Regions from separate parts of the Mus musculus genome. Here region 2 is linked to region 1. Evidence: chromatin contacts called from public promoter capture Hi-C data. All regions are on one chromosome and are shown on one strand. The core of a region is the stretch at or near the end of the contact, and the rest is flanking DNA. Distances in the headings are between cores, read along the strand shown. Region 1 overlaps Zzz3 (zinc finger, ZZ domain containing 3). Region 2 overlaps Ak5 (adenylate kinase 5).

The links. Capture Hi-C pulls out chosen DNA fragments and counts their contacts.
Region 2: a contact with region 1 is called in a promoter capture Hi-C map of pancreatic islet. The contact joins two enhancer-like sites. A contact is called at or near these places in 1 of 15 datasets of contacts at CTCF or cohesin (the NIH/3T3 cell line) and 1 of 9 other capture datasets (pancreatic islet).

What each region holds. Positions count from the first base shown.
Region 1 is chr3:152,459,647-152,465,643 of GRCm38.p6, forward strand. It overlaps Zzz3 (zinc finger, ZZ domain containing 3), which reads left to right. Exons shown (of 14, transcript NM_001080755.2): 14 at 1-3,180. Ak5 (adenylate kinase 5) reads right to left here. Exons shown (of 14, transcript NM_001081277.2): 14 at 3,169-4,370. The coding sequence ends at 4,302. Among named protein-coding and RNA genes, the nearest start is that of 3110067G11Rik, 27 kb to the right of the region's middle. Within about 2 kb of position 2,250, at least 11 of the 459 cell types and tissues checked have an H3K27ac peak or open chromatin away from gene starts, as enhancers often do. A contact at or near this core is called in pancreatic islet, where this site is marked.
Region 2 is chr3:152,551,970-152,558,014 of GRCm38.p6, forward strand. The region is part of intron 6 of Ak5 (adenylate kinase 5); the gene reads right to left. Among named protein-coding and RNA genes, the nearest start is that of 3110067G11Rik, 65 kb to the left of the region's middle. Within about 2 kb of position 4,677, at least 74 of the 459 cell types and tissues checked have an H3K27ac peak or open chromatin away from gene starts, as enhancers often do. A contact at or near this core is called in pancreatic islet, where this site is marked.

The sequences.
Region 1 (5,997 bases), core at 1,000-3,499:
GCACAGTAAGGGTGCTGACTAATGTCCAGATGTGGAACCTAAATAGAAGTCAAAATATTATTCTAGTACTTTTTCTTAATAAAATTAAGTACCTATGTGTTGAAACAGGTGGTTTCCAAAAGTTATCAAAAAAAAAAGATAGTATATATCCTATGGTAGATTGAGTATTAATACTAGTCTAGCTTTTAAAATTGTTTTTTTTTTTCCTGTTTTTAAATTCAGGGAACATTATTTACTAATTTTTTTCAATACTCAGCAAGGTATTAAAATCTACCCTGAATTTTTTTAATTAAGAAAAATACAGAATTTTAAATATAGAAAAGAGAAATTTAAATAATATATTGATTATGTATCACTGGTCATATTGATACAGTCTATTGTACTCAGAAAAGTTGACAGGTTTTTATCTCTGAGCTATTAGTGAAGGAGAGGCAGTTGAACGATGTGTCTCTACACTAAATCCTCAGTGCACATGCCGAAGGGCTTCCGTCCATCTGCAATATGCAGGACAGTTGCCCCTGTCTGTATAGAAATAGTACCAGATAGTTGTTCAGATCCATCCAGAAGTCCCATAGAGGTGAAGTACAATGTGGAAGGGTATGAGCGGTACGGTTGTAACGTCATCAGGAGCGAACAAGCCTACTTGAATGCATTTTAAAGCTGAGATAGTAATGTGGATTTTTCCTGTTTGAAGAGAAAATGTCTTTATTTGGATTTTTCAGCTCTAAGCACACTGTCCCCATGGCTTGCTGGGAATGATTCCTGGTGTTGTATTTGAGGGTTGCACAAGTAGGCAGGTTGTTCTTTGCAAGAAGACTCTCACTGTCTCTTCCAAGGCTGCTGACAGTGGGACTTGAGAAGCTGTGTCTTCAGATCTCTTAGTAGCACAGATTTGTGGTATGTGATGCTCAAGCTGTTTGCTATAATTGGAGGAACATTTAATAACGGCGGAAGTGATTGCTCTGAGGTTAGGGAGAGGAGTTTCCTTTAACGTGAGGCACCAATAGTAATTAATTGCTGATTTAGCACCTACTGTGCACAAAGCAAGCATGTGGCAACTCATTGGATTCTCAACCAACGAAGCAGGTTCATTTATTACCCTGTTTTCATGGGAGATCTATCCAGAAAGAAATTAAATGACTCACTCAGGGTCATATTGGTAGAGAGGTGATAAGACTTTAACCAAGATGGATCATTTTGTCACACTTGGTTTCCCAAGCGTTTTCCATGCCTTTGTTCTCATGCAATGCTAGAGTACAAACCTGAGCCATGTCCATGTTTGTAATACAAGAGAGAGGCTCGTATGTGGCTGGAAAGTGCCAGTGTATCCCACCATTGTGACTCCTGCGAGCACACATGGAGAACCTCTCCATGGCCTCTCGGTAACCTGATCCCATGGAAGTCCTTGACTTCCCCCCCTCCCCCCCAGTTCCATTAAATCACAGAGCACAGCTACTGAGATGGTAGGAAGGGATTTTAAAGGGTGACAGAAAATGGCACACCACTGTAATAGGTAATTTCCCTTAAACAGCTCTGTGAGATATGCTGTATAAGCTTTCTTACTCTGGATAGCCAGGGTTAAAACCCACTAGTCTTTGTGCACTGGAGGAAACCGGTAGTTTCCAGTGCATTGTCCTCTTTACCTCTAGAGTCAAAGAGGAAAGGTTACTGCCCAGCTTCAAGGGTTTATGTGTCTGTTAAATGGATTGATTTCTGAGAATTGTGTCGTGTTTTGCCTCATGAGAACAGTTCACGTCTGTGTCTCTATTCTCTGACTTTTTTTAACGAATTCTCTATATTTGTTGGTTATGTGACCCAGTATTCTGGTAAGTTACACTCTTTCTTGTTTAGAGAGGACTGGGGTCCAGTAGGTCACTAGGTGCTAGTGACTCTACAGGTGGTCCTGTGACATGCCCTGGAGGACAGCCTTTGCACCCAGCTTTACATGTAGGGTGTGATTAGCCAATCAGATCATGTATTGTGGGTATGACTCTGTCATGCTTGCTGTGACATTTTGGGTCTTATTTCCAGTTGGGGAAGTTAAGTCCCCTTGATTGAGTTCCAGGAACTAGTTACTGACCTGAAGCCTTCCCAATCGTATCTGTGACGAAAGCGAAGGCACTGAGAATGAAAACAGAAGTGACAGATGTGAGGACTCCAGTAAGACGAAAGCCAGGCTTTGTGGAGCTTGGAAACAACCGTGTGCAAATAAACCATGTGAAAGAAAATGCTATTTGAAGAAAAGTAGTGCCGTGGAGCTCTGTTGCTTTAGATTGAATGGCTAAGCAACCGTCACTGGCAGTTGTGGGAGGTAGCAGTGTGGGTCAGCTTTCGAGAGGACTCAAGAGCTCTGACGCCATTGGTAAGGACCTGGAGCCAGGGACCACCTAGGTTTCCCTGGGCAGCTTTGAAGACAGGCAGTGTGTGTGTGTGTGTGTGTGTGTGTGTGTGTGTGTGTGTCATGCATCAACTAGGGGGCGGGACGAGGCAGCACAGCCTTGAATGCAGGAGTTTACACTTGTGTTCTGAGGTTGTCTGCACACATAACCTTTTGCTAGGCAGAAACCGCTACAGTCCATTCATATTTTAAAGTGTAACTTTATGATGTCACTTGGAGCCATTCATGTGGGCGTTGTGTGTCTTAGCTGTTCTGTAGAAAACTGACTTGCATTCCCGGGTACTGATTCCTGCTGAAGTTTTCCAGGCTGCTTGCCTGCATGTCTGCTGCCTCGTCCAGAGCTGTGGGTGCAGAGCTGCCAGTGTGTGCTGTGTGTTGGGTTGTCATCCTCTAGTACCACTTTCCATTCTTGCTCTAATGTCCGTGCTCCCTGTCGGTTACCTTTGGGGCAGTGTACGCATTTCACAGCCATGTGAGTGGGGGCGTGATGTGCCCTTTCTGGTAACAGAGGCCTAATTGTAACCAAAGAACTTAATTTCTTGTCTAGCACACACTAACATTTCTGTTTAGGAAACAGTGGGAGGGAAAAAGAAATATGAAAATGACCATGTATCATGAATACATTAACAACTTCTCTGTAATAGCTCAAATCTGGTCTGTGGCCAAATCATATAAGTGGATCATAATTTTAACCTATATACTGTGTTTGTTTCTGTTTGGAATGAAAGCTTTCATATGCTTTCCAGAATGATGTGAGTTACAAATAAATAGAGAAAGAATCATCCTGGCTTCCATTTATTTCATTTGTACATAAATGTTTTGAGGAAAAAAAATGATTTTAAAAATACAGTTGTGTCCTGGAACCATACCAGTGTTTGCTCACTCATTGAGGAAAGAGTCATGCAAACCAAACTGAATGTGGTGGTGACCGAGTGCAAGATGCAGGGGTTTCAGAAGACACAAGCAACTCTGCACAAAACACCCACGCTTCACGCTGGGATGCATTTACTCACGGAGCAGGCCCTTGACACAGGCACAACACAGGCGCTGCCGGACACCGTGTTCTAGGCGTGCCCTCCCTGGCATCGGTTGAGAGATTGTTCCTTCCTTTTTATTTGGCAGTATGTCAGGGAGTAATTGTCTCAGATCAAAACTACAAGTTGGTTTTGTCCAGTGAGTGAAGTAACATCATCTCTCATTCTTTTAAATGATCTCTGGTCTCTGGTACTAAAGTACATAATTGCTGAGCCGAACTGCCATGTGGAGAGGAGCGGCTTGTAGGCTTGGCCAGAGTTGTTAGCATCTATGACACTGTTCAAAATAGCTAGTGTCCCAGAGTGGGTGGGACTGATTGTCTGGGCTTTGCTCTCTAAGAGAAGCTGATCAATGCCATTTTGAAATATTTCTGTCAGGTTCCACTGGCTTGGTACCTTGTATCCCATAGGACATTTAAAAGGCCCACTAGGGCTCCGGGCCCTCTCATGGATGGGAACTGAGGAAGCAGCCAGTACCAGATGAGGTGTCCAAGCCTGTCCCCATGCTAACAACCCACATCAGGGAGGAACAAATAAGCCCATGAGAAGGAGGAAGCTGTGATGGAGAAATAGGGATATGCTGTCCCTGTGTGGTGGATCAGACTGCAGCCGGCCCTGAGGCAGGGCTGGAACAGGCAGATCCCACACTGCTCTTTTCATCCAAAGACGAGTGCCAGAGTGGGGACAATTGCCAGCACGAGAGAAAGGTGGACAGTCCGAAGTGTACCATGCATGATTTCCAGAACCTCTCAGGAGATGAGCTGGGAAGGACACAGCCAGCGAGAATGGGTGGGGATGGGGACAAAGCGAAAGGTGTTACGGGTGAATTCCATGTATTTCTGTTTCCACTTAGTTGTGCATTTTCTCCTTCAGAAAACAGAGTCAATAGCTGTGCAGAGCTGAAGAAAAACTTGCTCTGGTGTTCCCTCTGCATTTACCTGTACTTGAAAGGAAAAGAGTTATTAACCTTCTGACTTGCTTTTAAATATGATCATTTTTAAAAAATAAACAAGGTTACCTGCTTCTGCCCACTAATAGTGACCACTCCCCAGACCCACCGACTAGAGTGAAAAATGATTGCTTAAAAGGCAGGTCCCCATGTGGTTGCACATGCCTTTACACAGAGCACTCAGGAAGCAGGGGAGAGTGGGTCTCAGTGGGTTGAAGACCAGCCTGGCCAGGCAAGGCTACACGACGAGACCCTGTCTTCAAACTAAATAAAATGTATAGCACTATATTAAAATGAGAGAGCGTCACTACACATTTATTAAGATGGCCCAACCCCCAAGGCTGACGTCATCAAAGGGCTAGGATGTGAAACAACCAGAACTCTTCATTGCTGACAAAACTAAAAAACTGGCACAGCCACTTGGAAGGCATTGCGGTTCCTTCAAACACCCCTCCAGCAGCTTTGTTCCACACTGTTAATCCCAAATACCCCCAAACCTGCACAAAGTTACATAGGTAAATGTCTAGGTCACTCAGCATTAAGATGAAATGAGCTAAAGACATGAGGAGGCCTGAGTGTATATCAAGGCAATCTGAAGCGGGTACAGACTATGTAGCTCAGCCGCAATGGTGGAAAGAGCAGTTATAGCACATGGGAGAGAGTTGAGGAGTCTGGGTGGAGTTGCTTCACATTCCAATTGTGCAGACATACAGTGTACAACAGTAAGGCATTGGGGTCAGCCATTGCCATTGGGGGACTGTAGGTTCTGCCGGGTGACTTTGATAGTTGAGGTGTGTGTGTGTGGGGGGGGGGGATGGGGTGTCTGGGAACTCTTCTATTTTCTTGTGAACCTAAAAGTGCTCTAAACCACCTAAACATTAAAGTGAGGACCATGTTCAACGAATTGTTAGAAATCACGGACCCCTTCAGTGTTGCCCTGGGAATGCTGACTGTATTGGGAGTGTAGCCTGGGTTAGAGGGGCAGGAACAGGGCACTAGGCCTCCGTGAGCAGATATTCATGAGGGGCAGAGTCGTTGAAGATAGAGGATAGAGCAATATAGGAAGCCAGCAACAGATGGAATAGAAAGGGTTGTGTACTGGGTGTCCAGCCAGCCACTGGGCACCCATCCTCTTCAAAAGAGAGGGAGGCCTGACCAGCAGAAGTGCTGTGGAGGCCAGAGAATGCACTTGGTGTGCCTTAGACGCGGCCTTGCTTTTTTTTTTTTTTTTTTTTTTTTTTTTTTGGTTTTTCGAGACAGGGTTTCTCTGTATAGCTCTGGCTGTCCTGGAACTCACTTTGTAGACCAGGCTGGCCTCGAACTCAGAAATCGGCCTGCCTCTGCCTCCCGAGTGCTGGGATTAAAGGCGTGTGCCACCACGCCTGGCCCTTGCTTGCTTTTGGGAGAACTGATGTGAGGCTTCTACCACCTAAAGAGGAGCTGAGCTTCCCACCAGCTGTCTTCATTCTTGAGATTCCTGCCAGGGCCACTGATATCCTGGGGTAGATGGGCTGTGGAGCAATCAAGAGAACAATGCCAAAGCTGCTGGAGCCAAAATTATTTTAATTAACCTTTAAAAGGTGAAATTACTCAGAAGAGTTAGGAGCAGAGTGTCC
Region 2 (6,045 bases), core at 3,427-5,926, 95 kb after region 1:
TCAGTCCCATGGAAAGAAATCTTATCTGGCAACAGTTGATGAATTGGCAAATACATAGCCTGGGCAACACCACTTTAAGAATCCAGCTGTGTAATTACGTATCTTAATAAAATTTACAAGCTAGGGTAAATTTTTAGTCCTAAACTGCTTACATCTCCTTCTGGTGTCCTCTTCCTCTACTGGGTCTTCTGTTTAGAGCCTCCTTGCTTGCACTTGTGTGGGAAACACCATGAGAGCTTGTTAAAGGCTAGAAAAGCTCCAGGATTAGCAGTTGGGCTCAGCTCTCCCACAGCTCCCCTCTGCCACAGCCCACTTTCGGCCAAGCAGAAGCTCACATAGAGGATACATTCTGCAAGGGGACATGGGGTTAGTAAATGAGTCTTTGGGGCAAAGTTCCTTTGCCGCTGTCTGCTTCTGCTCAGTTCACCTGAAGGACACATTTTGCAAGGGGACACAGGGTTCATAAATGAACAATTGCCTCAGTGGCATTGTCTCCACAAGAAATGTCTCAGGAACTAGGTGAGGTTTCTATGTTTACCTCGAAAGGTGACGGGACCTATGGTATTATAAGTTGCTTTCTTGAATTGAAATATGTGAAAGGAAATCCTGCCACTATTTCCTGACTTAAAGAACAAAAAGGGAGGTTGAGAGTGAAGTGATGGTCTTATGGGAAAATGATAGCAACAAGACTGACACCAGGTCACCAGGCAAGGTGTCCATGCGTCACACAGGGTGCGTGCACACACAGCTCACAACCACAGCTAGAGGGCTCACACAGTGTGCATGCACACACACCTCACAACCGAAGCCAGTTGTTCCTTTGACCGTGAAAAAGCCATTTCCTCCTGACACAAAACCATGACCTACTTAGCCATCTTGTAAGACAAATCAGAGCCATTATTAGGGCTGCACAGACTGGCTTCACAATTAGCACAGCTGAGAGACAGCAGTGGACACACGCGCCTGAGCAAACACAGAGGGGTCAGTGTGGGTTTTTTAAATCCAGGTACAATAATTGTTACAGTCGCACGAGTAGCCACATTCTCACCTGACCTTACAGTAATATCAATACTCGCTTAGGATGTGCGATTTTAGCTTTTCTTTAGTAAATCTAGTGAGCAGCAGAGGGATTTGGTTAAATTTTAAGTCAGTCATCTCCATCGTATGGGACACACCAGTAATTATGGAGCAGCAGAGCCAAGTAGCTAGCTAGCTAGCTAACTAGCTAACTAACTAACTAACTAACTAACTAACTAACTCTCGTTAGGGAGGCCCCAGTGCATCAGAGGTTCTCCCCTCCACTCAATCTGGGGTTTGTAAACTTGTTCATCAGAGGAATACTAAAAAACTAACTTCTATTTTCATCCCATGCCTTTCAGTAACTTCCCCAACACACTGTTAAGCACAGCCAGGCCTAAACATAAACAACCGATTTCGAATGTGTAATTATATACGTACACGGTAGTTAATCGGTCATAGACAAACATGCTAAGAACATGCTAAGAACCTTCTGTTCCGGATGTTTTAACCACTTTGCATGATCCTAGGATTCTAGGACACAACTGACAAGAATTTAAAACTATTCCTCACAGACTTCATTCTGAACTGCCATTGTTTCTACGCAGAAGAAGTGCTCAACATCAGGGGAGAGGGCCAACGATCCAGGATCCCTTGCATGGCTCTGGGTCAGCCCGGTGTTCTTCGTGATGGCATGGTTCTACCTTGTCTTAGTCAGGGTTTTACTGCTGTGAACAGACGCCATGACCAAGGTAACTATTATAAAGACAATATTTAATTCGGGCTGGCTTAATTAGGTTCAGAGGTTCAGTCCATTATCATCAAGGCAGAACATGGCAGCGTCCAGGCAGGCATGGTGCAGGAGAAGCTGAGGGTCCTACATTTTCATCTGAAGGCCGCTAGTAGAAGACTGGCTTCCAGGTGGCTAGGACGAGGGTCTTAAAGCCCACACCCACAATGACACACTTCCTCCAACAAGGCCACGCCTCCAAGTAGTGCCACTCCCTGGGCCAAGCATATTCAAACCAGCACATACCTGGATCCTGAGGAAGCATGCTAACAGACTGTGTGTATGAGCTGATGATAACTCAGAAAAGGACACACAGACTAATACCCTCCTTGCTGCACCTCTAACCTGAACACCACAGGACAGACAGATGCTGTGGCTACAATTCCAGTTTTCCTTCCTCCAGTGATGAACATCCCCTAAGAGCAGTTTGCCTCTCACTGTAAAATATGAATGTTACTATGGAGACACTGAGGCTGGTGTGAACACACAGGGTCCAAAACTTTCCTTCTTCTTATGTACGTGTATGTAGCATGTGTGTGCCTATGTGATGCATGTGTGCATGGGTATGGAGGGCATAGGTTGGTGTCAGGTATCTCCCTCAGCCTCTCTGTTATACTTTGAGACAGTTTCTCCCTAAACTCAGGGCTCAACGAGTGTCCATCATGACTGGCTAATGAGCCCTGCATCCCCCCTCTCCAACTGTGGAGTTACAGATGCGAGGGAGTATGTCTGGCTTTTACAGGAATGCTGGGTGTCTGAACTCAGGTACTTAGCTTCAGTGGCAGGTACTTTGCTGGACTGTCTGAGTCAATGCCCCGCCTCCACAGCGTTCCATTTTCAGATGCACAGAACAAAAATAACACCATAGAATAAAGTAAGAGAAGCAAGCTGTGAGTCCGCTAAAGCCATAGAAAAGAAAAATAATATCTTATGATTTTATGTGTATGTGTGCTTTGCCCGAATGTGTGCATGTGCACTGTGTGTGCCCGGTACTAAAGGAGGTCAGGAGAGGGCACTGGATGCCCTGTGAACTGCCATGTGGGTATTGGAAATCAAACCTGGGTCTTCTGTAAAAGCAACTATGTTTTTTAATTGCTCAGGCAGTTCTCCGGCCCCTTGTAGCCACTTTTACGTATGTGCATGCCCATAGGGTTTCTAAACTCAGTGTGTCATTATGCCATAGCAGAATAACAAGACAACATGTAACCAAGGAAGCCTTGGTAGGAGAATATACCCAGGCTGGGGTTCTAGCAGACAAATTTTACTCAGAAATAATAGATTTCTTGCTTCAAGCAGCGCATTACGGATGGAAAAGTTGGTTTTAGACAGAAGATAAACAGGATTGCTGTTTGCTTTTCAAATGACCTCAACGTTTAAAAATGCTAGGAGCAGATGAAGAGTCGGGCTAATCCTGGGCAGGAGGAACTTGACACAGACAGTGTCACCCTTCTCTGTGGTAACCCCAAGTCTGCCTCAATGCACTCTGGCTACACTTCCTCTGTAAGCAGAGTCACGCTGGACCCAGTCAGCACTGTCCGACTGGGAGGTCTCTCTGGGGTTTAGGGACTGAGTGGCCAGCACGGTTAGGCGCTTTCCTATATTGTTCATCTAGGAACGCCTCGTAGACATTGTTCCCTTTGAGCTGACGTGATGGCTTAGCAGTGTGAAAGTCAGCATGGCAGAAACAAGAGACACCCTGCCAACAAGGTGGAAAGAGAGCATGCTTGAAAGTTGTCTTCTGACTTCACACACACACACACACACACTCCCACCATAGACACACACACTACAAACACACACATATACAAACACACTTCACACACACACCACACACACCATAAATACACAAACACACACATATACAACACATACACATGCATACCACCTTCCTACAGCACACACATACACCACACACACACATCACACATACACAGACACACACACCACCCCTACATACCACACACACACATCCCACGTACACACACGCTGACAATGATAATGATGATAAAAACTGAAAACAATAAGGAAGCGTGCTCCTCTCCGTGCACACGTTCGAAACGTGCACACGTTCAAAATGCTAAGCAGGCCCCGAGTTTCTTTGCTTGGCTCTCAGTGAAATAAAGTTAGTGATGATTAAAGTTGGTTATCACACAGCTTAGAAATTTCCAGTGGTACTCAGCATAAAATTGCTAATGTTTTCAAGGACAAACGATTGTGGATTTCTAAGTTTGTTATCTTTAAAATGAATGTGTGTGTGTGTGTGTGAGTATGTGTGTGTATATGTATATGTATGTGTGTGTGTATGTATGTGTGTGTATGTGTGTGTGTGTATGTGTGTGTTTGTGTGTATGTGTGTATGTGTATGTATGTATGTGTGTGTGTATGTATGTGTGTGTATGTGTGTGTGTATGTGTGTGTGTTTATGTGTGTGTGTATGTGTATGTATGTATGTATGTGTGTGTATGTGTGTGTGTATGTGTATGTATGTGTGTGTGTCTGTGTGTCTGTGTGTCTGTGTGTCTGTGTGTGTGTGTGTTTGTGTGTAGGGGATGCCGTGGAGGTCAGAGGACAACTCTGGGAGTTGGTTTTCTACTTCCAAGGACCAAACTCAGGTTGTCAGACTTGATGGTAAGGGCTTTTACATGCTGAGTTTCTCAGTTCCAATATGCATCCTCCCCTCCCCTCCCCTCCCCTCCCCTCCCCTCCCCTCCCCTCCCCTCCCCTCCCCTCCCCTCCCCTCCCCTTCTTCCTCTTCCTCTTCCCCTCACTCCCCTTCCCTTCCTTCCCCCCAGCACTTTGCTCTGTTGTCCGGGCTGGCTGCCACACTCTGGGCTACACTTCTCCATCAGTGGAAGCCTGCACCTTTTTCTCGGGAGTGCTGACTCATTCCAGCCGGGCTGTCGCTATTGTTTCTGAGCTATGCTGGCTTATAATGTTGTCTTCCTGGAATTTAAAAAAACCCCACAGACTCTTGGAAAGGACTGGCTTCTGGTAACCCTGTATAGTCCTTGACAGAGCCTCAAATCTCTATTTGGCCAAGAGCTTAAAGATAGTATTGATTTATAAAAAGTGATCTGTGTAGTCAGGAGCACAGACATTATAAGAAGCAACGCTGTGGTTATCACATTATTAAGGCTTAAAGAAAACCAGCAGTCTTGTATTTTTGGCAGGCAAACATGATTTATTTGTTTTCTGTTATTATTAATAGTGTGCCTTTACTGTTAATCTTTTTCTTTAAAGATTTACTTTATTTTTATTTTATGTGTATGAGTGGTTTGCCTGTCTATAGGTATGTGCACTACCTGTGTGTGCCTGTGGGAGGCAGAAGAGAGCACTGGATCCCTTGGAACTGGAGTTACAGATGGGTCTGAGCCGTTGTGTGGGTGTTGGGAACTGAATCTGGGCCCTCTGCAAGAGCAGAGAGTACTCATGACAGTTGGGCCATCTCTCCAGCTCCTATGTTATTTCTTGATCACAATTTTAGAGTTAATTCCTGACATCGTTTCCTGCCATTCGTAGTGACTCCTCAAATACTACACCTCCATTTTGCATTAATCTATTATTCTCTTCCTGCCATCCTGCTCGTTCTATGGTGACAGTATTTCCTCGTGTTTCTCCCTCTTTCCTTATGGTACACATTCTTCCTTGTTGCACATTTATGAATGAGGACATTACTCCAGAATATTTATGCACCGGGACATATTTCACTTATTTCTTTAACAAGAACCCACTGGCAGAATAAAGGAAATTAAAATAAAAAAATAGCATAACCAGAAAGATGATGCAACAAGCGCAGTCGTCAGCCATAGGGAGAAATGCCAAGAGAGTTCTGAGAGCCATAGACAGTTGTAACACGTCAGTAATCTAAGGGGGAAGAGGGATTCTATTTAAAACATACAAAAGAAGATTATGGTCAAGAGAAACAAAAAACGGAACCCCACCACCTGATGAGGATCAGGGTCCAAGGGCATCTGCTGTGGCTAAGGCCAGTGCACAGTCTATTTCCTCACAGAGAGGCCTGCTCTCTTCTCTAGTTAGGAGGACATTTCTTGACACTAGAGCCACTTACAGACAAGGCGGGGCTAGGCTTGGCAGGGCGGGGCTGAATAGGATGGGGCGTGGCTAGACCGGGAGGGGAGGGCTGGGCTAGGTAGGGCGGGGCTGGACTGTACTTGGCAGGGCTTGGTGGGCGGGACGGAGTGGGGGCAGGGCGGGGCGGAGCTAGATAGGGTGGGCGT